Linked DNA regions of Macaca mulatta: region 1 is linked to region 2. The links are chromatin contacts, called in public Hi-C maps. All regions are on one chromosome and are shown on one strand. The core of a region is the stretch at or near the end of the contact, and the rest is flanking DNA. Distances in the headings are between cores, read along the strand shown.

Evidence for each region. Hi-C and Micro-C count contacts between places; a contact is called where the count stands out from the background.
Region 1: a Hi-C map of fetal cortex germinal zone shows a contact between it and region 2, with 1.9 times the contacts expected there. The contact joins the promoter of EMSY here to the promoter of WNT11 in region 2. A contact is called at or near these places in 2 of 14 Hi-C or Micro-C datasets (fetal cortex germinal zone and fetal cortical plate).

Annotation. Positions count from the first base shown.
Region 1 is chr14:76,853,182-76,859,187 of T2T-MMU8v2.0, forward strand. It overlaps EMSY (EMSY transcriptional repressor, BRCA2 interacting), which reads left to right and starts at 1,459. Exons shown (of 21, transcript XM_015115232.3): 1 at 1,459-1,574; 2 at 3,229-3,337. The coding sequence starts at 3,268. LOC106993391 (a long non-coding RNA gene) reads right to left here and starts at 1,126. Exons shown (of 4, transcript XR_013404179.1): 1 at 727-1,126.
Region 2 is chr14:76,639,815-76,646,672 of T2T-MMU8v2.0, forward strand. It overlaps WNT11 (Wnt family member 11), which reads right to left and starts at 5,273. Exons shown (of 10, transcript XM_001086955.5): 1 at 4,986-5,273. It overlaps TRNAP-AGG (transfer RNA proline (anticodon AGG)), which reads left to right and starts at 4,858; the gene lies at 4,858-4,929. It overlaps TRNAP-UGG (transfer RNA proline (anticodon UGG)), which reads right to left and starts at 5,224; the gene lies at 5,153-5,224.

The sequences.
Region 1 (6,006 bases), core at 209-2,708, 210 kb after region 2:
CCAGGGAGTTCTTGGAACATCTGTTTTTCTCATTCATAGTATGAAACACCTTAATCGTACATGTCGCACTGAAATGTTGCGAGGCTCAAATGAAAGTGCAAAAATCCTCTATGAAGATTTCACTTACTATCTTTCCAAGAGTTCTTAAGCAGCTGGATGCATAGGAAGATCAGGGAGACAGTGGAGGAAGGGCCTGGTGATTAATATGTTCCACTTTACGATTTTCTGAAGGTGTAGGTTGGGTTTCAACAACAGTGATTTTCCTAGACTTCGGAGAGTATTTTTAGCTAATGGGCAAATAGTAGTAGAAAACTTAAATGCTGTTATTTACCTTCTCTTCCTAACCTACAGTTCCACTCAAGAACATGAAGAGTCTCATACGTTTGTATAGTGGTTCACAACTTACAACGTTTATGTGGTGCTTCACAAGATCCCTATAGGGTAGTATTAACCCAATTTTTCAAGAAGGAAACTATGTCTGGAAATTGTAGAATGCATATTAAAAACTCTTTCTGAAGAGTTTCTACCGGATCCGATGTTACCCAAAGTAAAAAATTTAAAGAGGGAAGTCAATCACAAGATTTCATTGAATCTTCACTATCAGGCAACTGGCTTCGGTTTTATGGCCGCAAATAACTCTATGTTGGGCCCCCTTTCTCACCTGTAAAATAGGAACAAGACCTTTTCCACAAATAAAATAAGAACAAAGGTAGAGGGTGAACCTACCACGTCGTAGGGCCTCAAATAAATTCCTTCTCCTTCTTGCCCTTGACAGAGATAGCACGGGATATCACTACCATTCCCATTTCATACGTGGAAGAAACCGAACTCGAGAACGTTCGGATTTCCTCTTCTCTACTTGCAACTCCGTAACCCGCAAATCGGCTACGGACAACTGCGATGTCCACTATGTTAGTTCTCGTAGCGTGGATTCTCTCTCCTCAAGATGCCGTCTGGGGGGCTAGAGGCCGCTAATAATTGCCCTCACTATCGAAGAAACTCGATCCTAATCCTCGACGGCACTTCAGGAACAAAGCTGCTCTCCCATCATCCCTAACCTCGCTACAGTAAAGGTCGCAGCAAAACCCCTGCTACACCCGCTAGCGCCATCTTGGCCGCTACGTGTGACGCCACACGTAGCAGAGAGGGCAGCCGATTGGCTGGGAGAAGGCAGCCCAGGAGAGGCGCGCGAAGCCAGAGACAGGAGGGTATGTAGCAGAAGCCAAGAGAACTACAATCCCGGCCTTCCTTGCGCGTACGACAGCAAACCCGAAGCGAAAGAGGTTGGAGTTTGTATTCCGACCACAACTCCCAGCACCCTCCGCGATGTCTGTCCTTTTCTTTCATAACGCGGAGGAAAAAAAGGACAAGATGAATGGAAGGCTTTTGGTGTTTGTCCTCCGAAAGGCGGGAAAGGCGAACTACACCTCCCGACTGGCCGCGCGCGGCTGCGCCTGCGCCCTGTTATCTGTCGCCATCTTGCCCCTTCAGAGGCACCGCAAACAAACCCAATTCCTGGTGTCCCCTAGTCTTGGCGGAGGAGCCTTTTAGATGAGCCCCGAAAGGCCGGGCAGGTGGGTGACTCTCTGGCAGGGTCCTGGAAAGAGCTGGCAGACCAGCCAGGGTAGAGGAGCGCCGGGCCAACCATTCGGAGCCCGGCTTGGGGCTCCCAGCCCCATCCTCCGTTGTTTCCTAACGGGATCGTGGGGCTCCCCGAGGTGGACTCAGGGGGACTCTGGCAGGCCTGGTGCTGGGACTCCGGGGGTCTAGCTCTGGGAGACTCCCGGTGAGTCCAGGTCGTCTGGCTGGCTGTCCGCTGGCTTACTCTCTCTCCGTTGTCCTCTCCGCTGGGGAGGGAGTGAGGCGTGGGTGCCAGCCGGGACCCCTGACAACAGCTACTGGCCCCGAGGGGCTTGGGTCGTGGGCTTGACATTGGAACCGGCGCCGAGAGGCCCGGGTGAGGAGCCTGGGCGGGCTGCTCTTGTTGTGGTGCTGCGAGGGAGTGCGTGTTTGGAGAGGGGGCGGGGCGGGCTTGCCTCCTTGACACTTGAGTGGGGAAGGATCCTACAAGATCCCGATTCCCCGAGCGGGCTTCGGCAACTACTGCCCGGGTTTCCGATGCGTTGCGTCCCCGCTGTGGGGTCCCCTGGCTGGGACGCGCCGGGATGCCGTGACGTGGTGCTCGGTTCTAGCAGCCTCCGACCGCCTCCAAGATCCTGTCGGGAGGCGGGGACTGGCTTGTGGAGGGAGCGGATTCCTTTGGCTCTGCCCCTTCTTCCTCCTCCCCACCCCTTTTCTTTATGTCATACTGCCGGCTGGGGCGCGCAGTCCAGTTCTCCTTGCCTTGGGTTGGTTCTGAGCTGAGAGGACTATGGGAAGTAGGGGGAGGGGGGCTCACCTCGGGACACAGAGTTGGAGTTAGCAGCCCCAGCGCCTGGGACGGGATATAGCAGTTATTTCGGTTCTGTGTCTAACTTCTAGGCTAGACAGTGGGCTCATTCATTCATTCGTTTTACTCAGTCGCGTCAACCATTCACTTACCCATTTAACAAATACTTTACAGCGGCTGTACTCTGTGCTAAGCAGGTATTGCGCGAGTCCCCAGCGCCGTGTAGTTTTGTGTTTTACACTAGAAAATTCCCAGTTCTAAGTAAGTTCCTGGCAGCTAAACTTTTGGTAAATGGTTTTCAATAACTACAGGATCAAGATTCATATTCCATTGTTAAGACTTGAGGAGATAGTTATTTAGTACGTTTCTTTAACTTGCTAGGAGCTTCACAAATTTTATCTCATGTAATTCATAAGTGAGGAAGCTGACAGGAGTCAACTTGCCCAAGGTTGGTAGTACCACCTATTTATTAAATTAAATGCCAGCCACTATGAAAGAACTTTACATATAGTGTTCTTTAATACGCATAACAAACTGGGTGGTATTACCTCTGTTTTATAGATGTGTAAAGCTTAGGCTCAACCAGTAAGTTGAAAAGTTGGGACTAGAAACCTAGAGGTGTCTGGCTCTAAATCCTGTGTTCGTTCCACTGTGATAGTTCAAATGGTTTAATTCTTGATTTGTCAGAAGTTGGAAAGTGTGGTGGTGAGAAAGCATTGTAAAATATTAATGTCTGTTTGGTTTACTTCTTAGCCTGTGGCTGGATCTCCAGGTGAGTGGCCCCTTGAATGTACTTTGGTACTTTGGTAATTTGACTTTTTTTAATTTTGTTCTGGTAGGGAGGACAAGCTCTTTGGGGCTACCAAACAGAAGCAGCAATGCCTGTTGTGTGGCCAACCCTTTTGGATCTCAGCAGGGATGAATGCAAAAGGATTCTTCGAAAATTGGGTATGACGTTCATTGTTTGTTTTTTTACCTCTCTATGATACTTTTCCCTTTCTGCCTGGGTCATGGCTGTTGGCATGGATGTCATATCTCACGCTACATCAGAAATTCTTTGGAGATACAGTTCCCATCTTACTCATTGTTGTTTCCCTCAGTGCCTAACATAGTGCTTTGTAAATAGTAGGTGTGTGAATTGTAATAATACTAGTAGCTAAGATTTATTGAGGGCTACTTGGCTATTCTGAGTCTTTTTTATACAACATCTAATTTAAATATTTTAAGAATTAACTTGGTCGTTTGAAAGCCTGAAAGGTAGGTGTTTTTTGTTTGTTTGTTTTGTCTCCATTTTACAGATGAAGCTTAGAAGCCAAGGTGATGGTGATAGACATCCAGTCAGTATTTGAACCAGGGAATATGCTTTCAGTCTCACTTTAACATACTCTTAACCTTCATGATTGTATGTGTCAATTATATACTATTTCTGAATTCTAAATTGATGTAAGCTATGCTCACTTTTTCAAATTATATTTTACTATCAATAATAAAACATTTTATGCTTGTAATTTATTATTTAGTGCTTCTTTTCACCTACAGCAGCCTTTCTTAACCAGTATTGAGGGAAAGAATTAAGCCCTAATGCTAAGGTATCCATTGTATGTAAAGAACTAACTTCGTCCTGTGCATCTAGAATGCTATTAATTGTTGCTTTCCTTGGGAAAATTGAGAAAAAGTGTTATTACTCAAATCATTTTGTGTTCTGTGGTTCAAATGAGGATCTTTGGTTGAGAAATGCTGCCTTAGACTGTGAGGACCTTGTCTTATATACCACTGTAGTTTCTGGCTAGCACAATAAATGAAATAATTGAAAAAATAATTTGAAAAAGAGATTAAATGTTTTGGCAGTGGATATGCATTGTTCAGATAGCTGTGATTTTAAAGGAAAAGTATAGGTCTTGAATTTAGACAGACCTAGGGTCTTGGTATTATTACGAATGACCCATGTGACCAAGGACAAGTTATTTATTCTTCCTAAATTTGTTGATATTTTTGTTTAAAAAAAAAAAAAGGATAACACTGTCTGCCTCATTAGTTTGTTACGTGTGTTAACAGTATACAAAAAGGGCCCATCATAGTAAATCTTTGTTGGGAATTTTTCTTTGTAAATCAGATAGAATCATAGCGGCTCTGGCCCTGTCTGTCCTTTTATTCCACCCAAGGCCACTGTGAGGATTTCAAATCACTTTTTAACAGCGTCTTTTTTTTTTTTTTTTTTTTTTGAGACGGAGTCTCGCTTTGTAGTCCAGGCTGAAGTGCAGTGGCCGGATCTCAGCTCACTGCAAGCTCCGCCTCCCGGGTTTACGCCATTCTCCTGCCTCAGCCTCCCGAGTAGCTGGGACTACAGGCTCCTGCCACCTCGCCCGGCTAATTTTTTGTATTTTTTAGTAGAGACGGGGTTTCACCGTGTTAGCGAGGATAGTCTTGATCTCCTGACCTCGTGATCCACCAGTCTCGGCCTCCCAAAGTGCTGGGATTACAGGCTTGAGCCACCGCGCCCGGCCAACAGCATCTTTTAAAGCAAGTCTAAGAGTTGTTTTTGGAGAGGGTGTGGGGATGTCAATCTTTTTTTTTTTTTAACCTTATATCCAAACTTTTAGTGCTAATCTGAAGATAGTTTTCTACACACTTACATACAATTAATATAACTTGTTAGTTGCTGATTATAAAGTTGGATTCATATTTATTTAATAGCTGAAATTGCAGAACATATCACAAAGACAGTAGATTAGATTGGGGTTTCTGGGTTTGGGGGAGTTTGAATTGAGAGGTTATGTTTAAATATGGTAACCTTTAAGTCTAAATTTATTCCTAATTTTAGTCAGAGCTGTGTGGGTAATGTTGCTGCAGAACTGCTTCTATACAAAAGAAAACAGTCATCTTGTATGGTAATATAATCTTCACTGACCCCTCACTTTGGGGGGTGAGCTTTGATAGTGATTAGCCAAAGACTTCCTCCCCACCCGTTGGCTTATTATCATAACAATGAAACCTTTTAATCGTCTGCAAATGCTAACTCTAGGTCCAAAGTTTAGAAAAGGTACATACGGTTTTTAAAAATTAGCTGTATCCTTTAAAAAATAGTTATAAATCATTTTAATATAAGATGTTAAATACTTAGATTTTACATACATATAAAGAAATTGGGATAGAGAATTTCTTTATATATACTGAATGTGTCAGTGCTAGATAAATGCTTCCTTCTCTCTGTCTTGCCTCTCCCCTTGCCTATTTTTGTGATCATTCCTGAGCTGTAGCTCCAACATGGGACTTTATGGACTATAGTGTATTTGAATGGCTGATTTAATGGACCAAATTGAGGGCTTTATATAAATGGTTTGGCAAATCTTTCGTTTTTGGAATGTTCATATGTATTTATTATTTTATTCTACTTTTGTGTTTGCAATAGAATGGCATGAAAAATAATTACAGAAATTCAGCTAAATTTGAGGTATGTAAGGATCTAAGGATACCCATCAAAATGGACATCAATAAATGTGAAGGAGGTTGGGAAGCTAATAGGGTTCTTTACAATGAGTGAATTTCTTGTGAAGAGGAGGAAGTGATGTGGATCCTATATCTGTGGTAACTGTGTTCAGAGTCCCAGTTTTGTGTAT
Region 2 (6,858 bases), core at 4,023-6,522:
CACAGGTTACCCCACTCCTGACTTGCACTAGGCACAGCAGGTGCCAGTGTTTAACCCCCCAAACCCCAGCTAGGGCAGCTGTTTCAAGATCTGGAAAAGGACAGACAAACTGGAGGACAAATGCATTTCCATCACTTGGGAACTTAGTTCTTCTTCTCCCAGGACTTTTCTGGGTCCTAAGCTGGTGTTTCCACCAAGGTGGCAGCAGGAAGGGGGAAGAGAGAGGGACAAGTTGCTTTCTGATACCCAATCATGCACGCTCTGGGCTGGGCACAAACGTCATCTTCTCCAGCCCTCACAGGAACCCTACAAAGTAAGAACTGTCACCAAGCCCTTCACAGGAGGAAACGGAGGCTCAGAGAGGGGAGATGATTTGCTCAAGGTTACACAGCCCCTGAGTGGCCAAACTAGGGTTCCATCCCACCTCTGTCAGAGCCCACATTCCACCTGCAACACGCTGGGATGTCTCTAGAAGACCAGAATGCTATATTGTGATCTCCAAGCTTTGTGAATGGTGAGGGCCTGTGGCCACATGGGTTTCAGACCCTCAGGCTGCCTCTGCAGCTGACTCACTCCCTGATCTTGACAAGGCAGCAGATTTCACATCTACAAAACGGGGATCATCATCGCAAGTTCAGGTGAGGTAATGCTAACTGCCATCATCACATTCTCAACCATGCCCAGAACACATTCTGGGAGCCAGACTCACTGCTGGAGGCTTTTTGTTGGGGAGCTTTAAAAACCGTAGATTCCAAAGCTCTGTTGCCTACTAGCTGTGTGACCCTGGCCAAGTTACTGTGCCTCTCTGTGCCTGCATTTCCTCATCTCAGGAAATAAATGAAGATAATATTAGTTCCTATCTCAGAGTCGGTGAGGAGTTAGGTGTGTTATAAAGGGATTAGAAGGATATCTGGCACAGGTGGCGCATCTAGCACATGTGTTAGCTAATACTGGGCTCAACCTTGTGAGACACGTGTTATTTTCCCCAAAGCAGCAATGTGGAAACTGAAGTCATGCAGCACAGTGATTCTCCAACTGAGTGTGCAGAGTCATCTGGAGAGTTTGTTAAAACCCTGAGGGCTGGGCCCACCCCAGAGTTTCTGGAGCAGTACGTCTGGGTTGGGGCCTGAGAATGTGCATTTCTAGCATGTTCCAGGTCATGCTGACGCTGCTGGTGTGGGGCCCACACTCAGAGAACCACTGCTCTGGTGGGCCTGAGTATGGCTCCTGGTATGCGGAGGCCAGCTAGTTCCACACATGATTCGGTGAGTGAGCAGGTGAGTGGGTGCACAGAACAGAAAGGATGTTGGACTAGTGATCCTTCATGGCTCTCTCTCTCCTCTCTCAGCACCAAGGGTTGTGGCTCATCCCCTTCACATCTTCTTTGAACCTGAATTGGGAAGATCCCCACCACACTGTCCCCCACACCCCATGGCAGAGGGCGGCGTGCTTGCTGTGGCCACAGGCTGCAGAGAGGGGCCTGTGTGCCGGCTGCTCACCTCCCACTGTGTGCCCAGTGGTTTTCTATTTCAGTTGCTGTAAAAATATCACCTTTGATCTCAGCTTGTGGCTCTTAAAAAAAAAAAAGAAGAAACCACCAACAGGCTGGGTTTTCATTCTCCCCTGGCCCCACCCTGCCCTCACCTTAGCTCCAGCTCTTTCCCTCCTTCCATTCCACCCCACTCACCCTCTCCTCTTTGCATCTCAGCACCCTGGATCCGGGGCACCTTGGGAATCCGTGGACCCTTCTCTCTCTGTGTGTCACCCCTTGCCCCCATGCGGGGCTGCCTGCAGGAAGAACAGTATAAATAAGGGTGTGTGTGGAGGAAGAGCACCCTCTCCCCTCCTCCCTGTCTCCCTGCCCCTTCCCCTCTGCTCCAAGGTCCCCTGCTTGGCCAGGTCCAGGCCTCTTCTCCAGCGCTGTCAAGCACATGGTACCCATCATAGCCCTGCATCTGTGGAGGCTTGGGTCCTCCCAGAGTAGAAAGAGAAGAGCGAGGGGGCCTAAATATTTAGATCACACCATCTACTCAGGGATCCCTCAGCAGCCCAGAGATGCCTGGAGGAGTGGTCTTCAGGGCTGATGGTGCCAATATCCCAACTCCTGGCTCAGCAGGCAGACAGCCCGCCCCCTCTCCTTGACCCCAAGCCCCCTCCCCCAACACACACACCGGTTTCCTTTCAGTAAACTCTGGGGAGAGGCACATGCAGCCCCCCTGCTCCCCTAGGGTGGTCCTGCATACTCTGGCCTCTGTGACCTGACATTCTTTTTTTTTTCTTTTTCTTTTTCTTTTTTTTTTTTTTTTTGAGGCAGGGTCTCACTCTGTCACCCAGGCTGGCTGGAGTGCAGTGGCGTGATCTCTGCCTCCCGGGTTCAAGTGATTCTCATGCTTCAGCCTCCCAAGTAGCTGGGATTACAGGCATGCCATCACACCTGGCTAATTTTGTAGTTTTAGTAGAGATGGGGTTTTGCCATATTGGCCAGGCTGGTCTTGAACTCCTGACCTCAAGTGATCTGCCCACCTTGGCCTCCCAAAGTGCTGGGATTACAGGCGTGAGCCACCCTGTGCCTCGCCTCCCTGACATTCTTGAGCCTACTTGCTTCACGCAGGCCTCTTAGCCAGAGCCCTTCCGGTTGGAAAGTCAACTTCTCACTTATCAGAGCCCTTCCTGCCCTGCCACTCCCCTGTCCAGTGAGGTCATCTCCAAGGGTCCCAGCGCTGGCAGAGGGACCAGAGAATCCCACCACTTCCCTAAGAAGTTTCTTGGCTGACAGGCATTTTGTGCCAATGGAGGGAGCAAGCAAGCCTTGAACCTCTGACTCACACCAGGCTTTGAGCTGTGATGGTGTCTTTTTTTGGCTTCGGCTTTTACAGAAAGACAAAATACCACTCATTCAACAAACGCTTTACAGGTCATCTGCATCGGGCCCTGTGCTGACATGGCCACTCCTCAGAGAACCCTCCCTCACACTCTTGTGGGTGGAGACACAGATGTGTGCAGGGGTCAGGCATCCAAGCGAGAGGGAGTGCAGGGGTTGGGGGCACTTGGAGGGGTGTCTGCCTGGAGGCGGAGGTGGTGGTGCAGAAACTGCAAGGCCTGGAATGTGCAGGAAGCTGGGGGCAGCCCCAGCTGGAATGAGCAGCTTCCAATGGAGCCATGACTGGAGTGTTCATGGAGTGAGGAGGGCCTGAGGAGAGGTGAGTGGGGAGGGGTCAGGCCTCAGAGAGTCCAGGTGGCAGGTAAAGAGTTCAGCCATTGCTCCCAGGGCCTGGGGAGCCACCGCAGAGTTTGAAGACACTGTGGCTGTGGGACTGTCCCTGGGGAAGGCCTGTCTGGAGGCACAGAAGGCCTAGGCAGAGGATGTAAGGTCCTGGGTGTGTGTCCAGGCCACAGCCTTGTTTAGCAGTAACCACAGTCCGCCAGGGCCCAGACTGAGCTCCTTGCAGACCAGCCCACAGCCCTGGGCTAGGCAGAGGGTGCAGCCAGTGTGGCCACCACTGGGCAGGGGGTTCAGGAGGCAGGCTTGACTCATCAGTGTCCCCAGGCCCCAGCCCGCGGGTGGGGCAGAGCAGGCGCCAGTGGAAGTGTGTTGTGGAGTGAAAGAAGCTTTACAAACGCTTCCAGCGACCGACTGAAGGTATTTCTTCCTGCCCACACATCCTCAGACCTGGGAATAAGGAAACGTGAGGCTCCAGCCAGCTCCTGAAGGCGCAGGACACAGCTGAAAGGAATTTGGAAAAGGGCCACTGGGCAAAAGTCCCTCCAGGGCTTCACAGTCTCAGTTTCCTCATCTTGAAGTCAGGGTGTGTGTGGGGTGGAAAGGGGTGGGGAGGAAGAGAGAGCCAGAGCGAGAGAGAGAGCGACAGAGAGCACAACGGAAATTGGCTGGACTGATCTGCACCGCTGGATCTGCACCGCTGCTAGCATTGTGATGGAGGCCAGCACAGCCACTACCTTCCGCTCTCCTACGGGAGACAGGGGGCGGTGGTGGGGAGCTCCCAGTTCTCTCTGGCAGGCAAGAAGGCAGACCTTGTGACCCCTTTTTCACCAGGGAGGCATGCCAAACACATTGGCTACATGTCCCAAGGACACTGAGCCACAAGGTGGAAGGGCTCCATGGAACCTGTTTCTCGGAGTGGGTCTGGCACCCCTGTTTCCCACAGAGGCTTCTCCGGGAGCCTAGAACCCATGGACCGTGGACGCAGAGGCCAAGCACGGGAAACCGTGCCTGGCGCCCCACATGTTGGGAGGCCCATTCGGTGAACCCGAGTCGGTGGGTTCAGCCCGGGATTAGGTAGCTAAACCAAGAAATTGCACATCTGACCCAGCCCTGACTGAAAAGTCAGGCCAAAGCCTCGCAATGTTAGTTACCCTCCCACAAAGCTAGACATCCAGGAACCCAGGATTACCCAAGCTGCGCAATCATAATGACGATGATGATGGTGAGGTGATGTTTGGAACGCAGGCGCGTTAGGGAACTCCACACATGATTCAGGGAGAATTCTCCTGCCCGGGATCCCAGTCCACCGCCCCCAGCTCCCGGTCTGCAGTTCTCCGCGTTCCCGCCCCAGCTCCCAGGTCCAGTGTAAACTCGTGGTCCCTGTGTCTGCAGAAAGGCACGTTTCCCCGCTGCAGCGCGGACTGGCTGCGTTCTCCCTGCGTCCAGATCCAGGGCTCGCGGGCGACAGAGCGAGTCTCGGGGTCCCACTGTGCGGATACAGGATCGGATACCGGAGGCGAGACCAAAGTGCACAGGCCATTGCGTGGGTCCTGTTCCGCTGGGACGCAAATGCGCAGGCTCTAGGGCGCCTCCTATTCTACTTACAAAGTGAAACAAAATGCTTTACGAACGGTGGCTCGTTGGTCTAGGGGTATGATTCTCGCTTAGGGTGCGAGAGGTCCCGGGTTCAAATCCCGGACGAGCCCTTATTTTCTTTCCCTTCCTTTTCCCTCATCTCAGTACCCTAAATAACAGCACTTACCGAACTGGAAGAATTCTTTAGATAGCAACCAGTGGGCAAAACCGCTCCCTCGTTTTCAATCGTCGATGCGACCTCTTCGAATTGTGCCAGGTCCCATTTCGCGTTCATTAGGACTGTAGAACGCCAAGTTACGTGTGCCAAGCAGATAAAAGAAGTTAAGAAAAGAGGGGCTCGTCCGGGATTTGAACCCGGGACCTCTCGGACCCAAACCGAGAATCATACCCCTAGACCAACGAGCCAGCTGCTCAAGCTCTTCGCTTTCAATTTACTAGAGTCGAAGGCAGTGGCAAGAGCGTGGGGCAGCGCATGCGAGAACTAGTCGGGTGGGGCGTGGTTTCTATGCACAGAAATCCACGCGATCCCCTTGAACAAGCAGGGATTCAGGCCTGCTAGTGTCCCCCGACTTTGCTCCTAAGAACGTACCGCGCCCCCATTCTACCCGGAAACCCTTTCCTCCCTGCCCCTCAACTCCTGTCCCCGCGAACCCTCAATCACCGGCGGGACACACCCCCGCCTTGGAATCCCAGATCTATGCTTCCCGCCTCCAGCGCCCGGGCAGGGGCTGCCTCAGGCTCGGCATACAGCAAGTGCCTAATCAGTTCAGGCCGAATGCTGGACACAGTGCATCGACCCCAAAAGCGATGTGTCAGTCCAGGGCCGGAGCGGAGGGTGCGCAGGCCGCGGACGAGGGCGACACAGAAGGGACGATGTGAACGAGGCCAAGGCGGCCTCAACCCTGCAGGGGCGGGGCAGCGACTTAAAGACCGAGGCTTTCCGCAGCTCCCCCAAAATGGAGACCGCTTGGCCGCGCGGCGGAGGGAGCACGGAGCCTGGAGCACTGAGTGCTAATGTGGCAGCGCGAGTGCGCGCGAGGATCTGGCGCAGAGGGCAAACAATGTGCCTGGCTCTGCAGGTTGTTCTTATTTTTTGCATTAACGAACATTGCCCCGAAACACTCACCTACAGATTACCTTTCGTCCTTCCTCTCCGCTCAGGGTCAACCCCAACCTCCTGGGGTCCGCTGTTCTCTTCCCATTCCAGCGACTCAGACTGGAACCTCTGCGGGATCAGGAGCTAAGTTGGCCCTTTCCCTATGCTCAGGGTATGGAGCAGCGCTTGCCTTCGAAGAATTAACACAAATAATCAGCAATGATTTCACACGCCATCTCTTACTGAACTCTCTCAATAACCTCTCAAGGTAAGAAATGCCCCCATTTACTGGTAAGCAAAGGGGTCAGAGAGGTTAAGTGTGTTACTCAAGGTCACACAGCTTCACATGGCAAAACTGGGATTGAAATTAAGGTGTCAGTGATCTCCCACTGCCTGCCTTGCTTTCCCCCTTATACATTTTCGTTTACCCATTTACATTATATTTATATTCACATTTGTTTTCCAGGAAATATCTGAAATTGTGTGGAAACAATTTATAAAGCAAAGGGCAGTTCCCGACATTCATGTGTTCCTGAGTCACTAACCCCCAAATAACTTCTGGCTCTGCTGCTTTTCACTGCTTCTGAAAATGACATTACTTCAGCCTGTCCCAGCAAGGCCTCCATTTTATGTACATTCCTGTCTGAATACTTGAGAAGGACTCACAGAGTGGGCCAATAGCTTTGCGGTTTCTGAAGTGCTTTTAAGTTGCACGTGAGGAGGAATGAACCCAAAGGGAGGTAAAAATATCTTTAGATATTAAGCGTCTTACCATGTGCCAAGCACAATATAAGGCATTTTACATATTTTCTTACTGAATCTCTCAACATCAACATCCAGGTTAAGGGTGTTTTACAGTTATCCCCATTTCACAGATAAGGAAGCTTGAGGCCACAGAAGTGGAGTGACTTGCCCAAGGGCACGTATTCTGTAATTGTTGGAA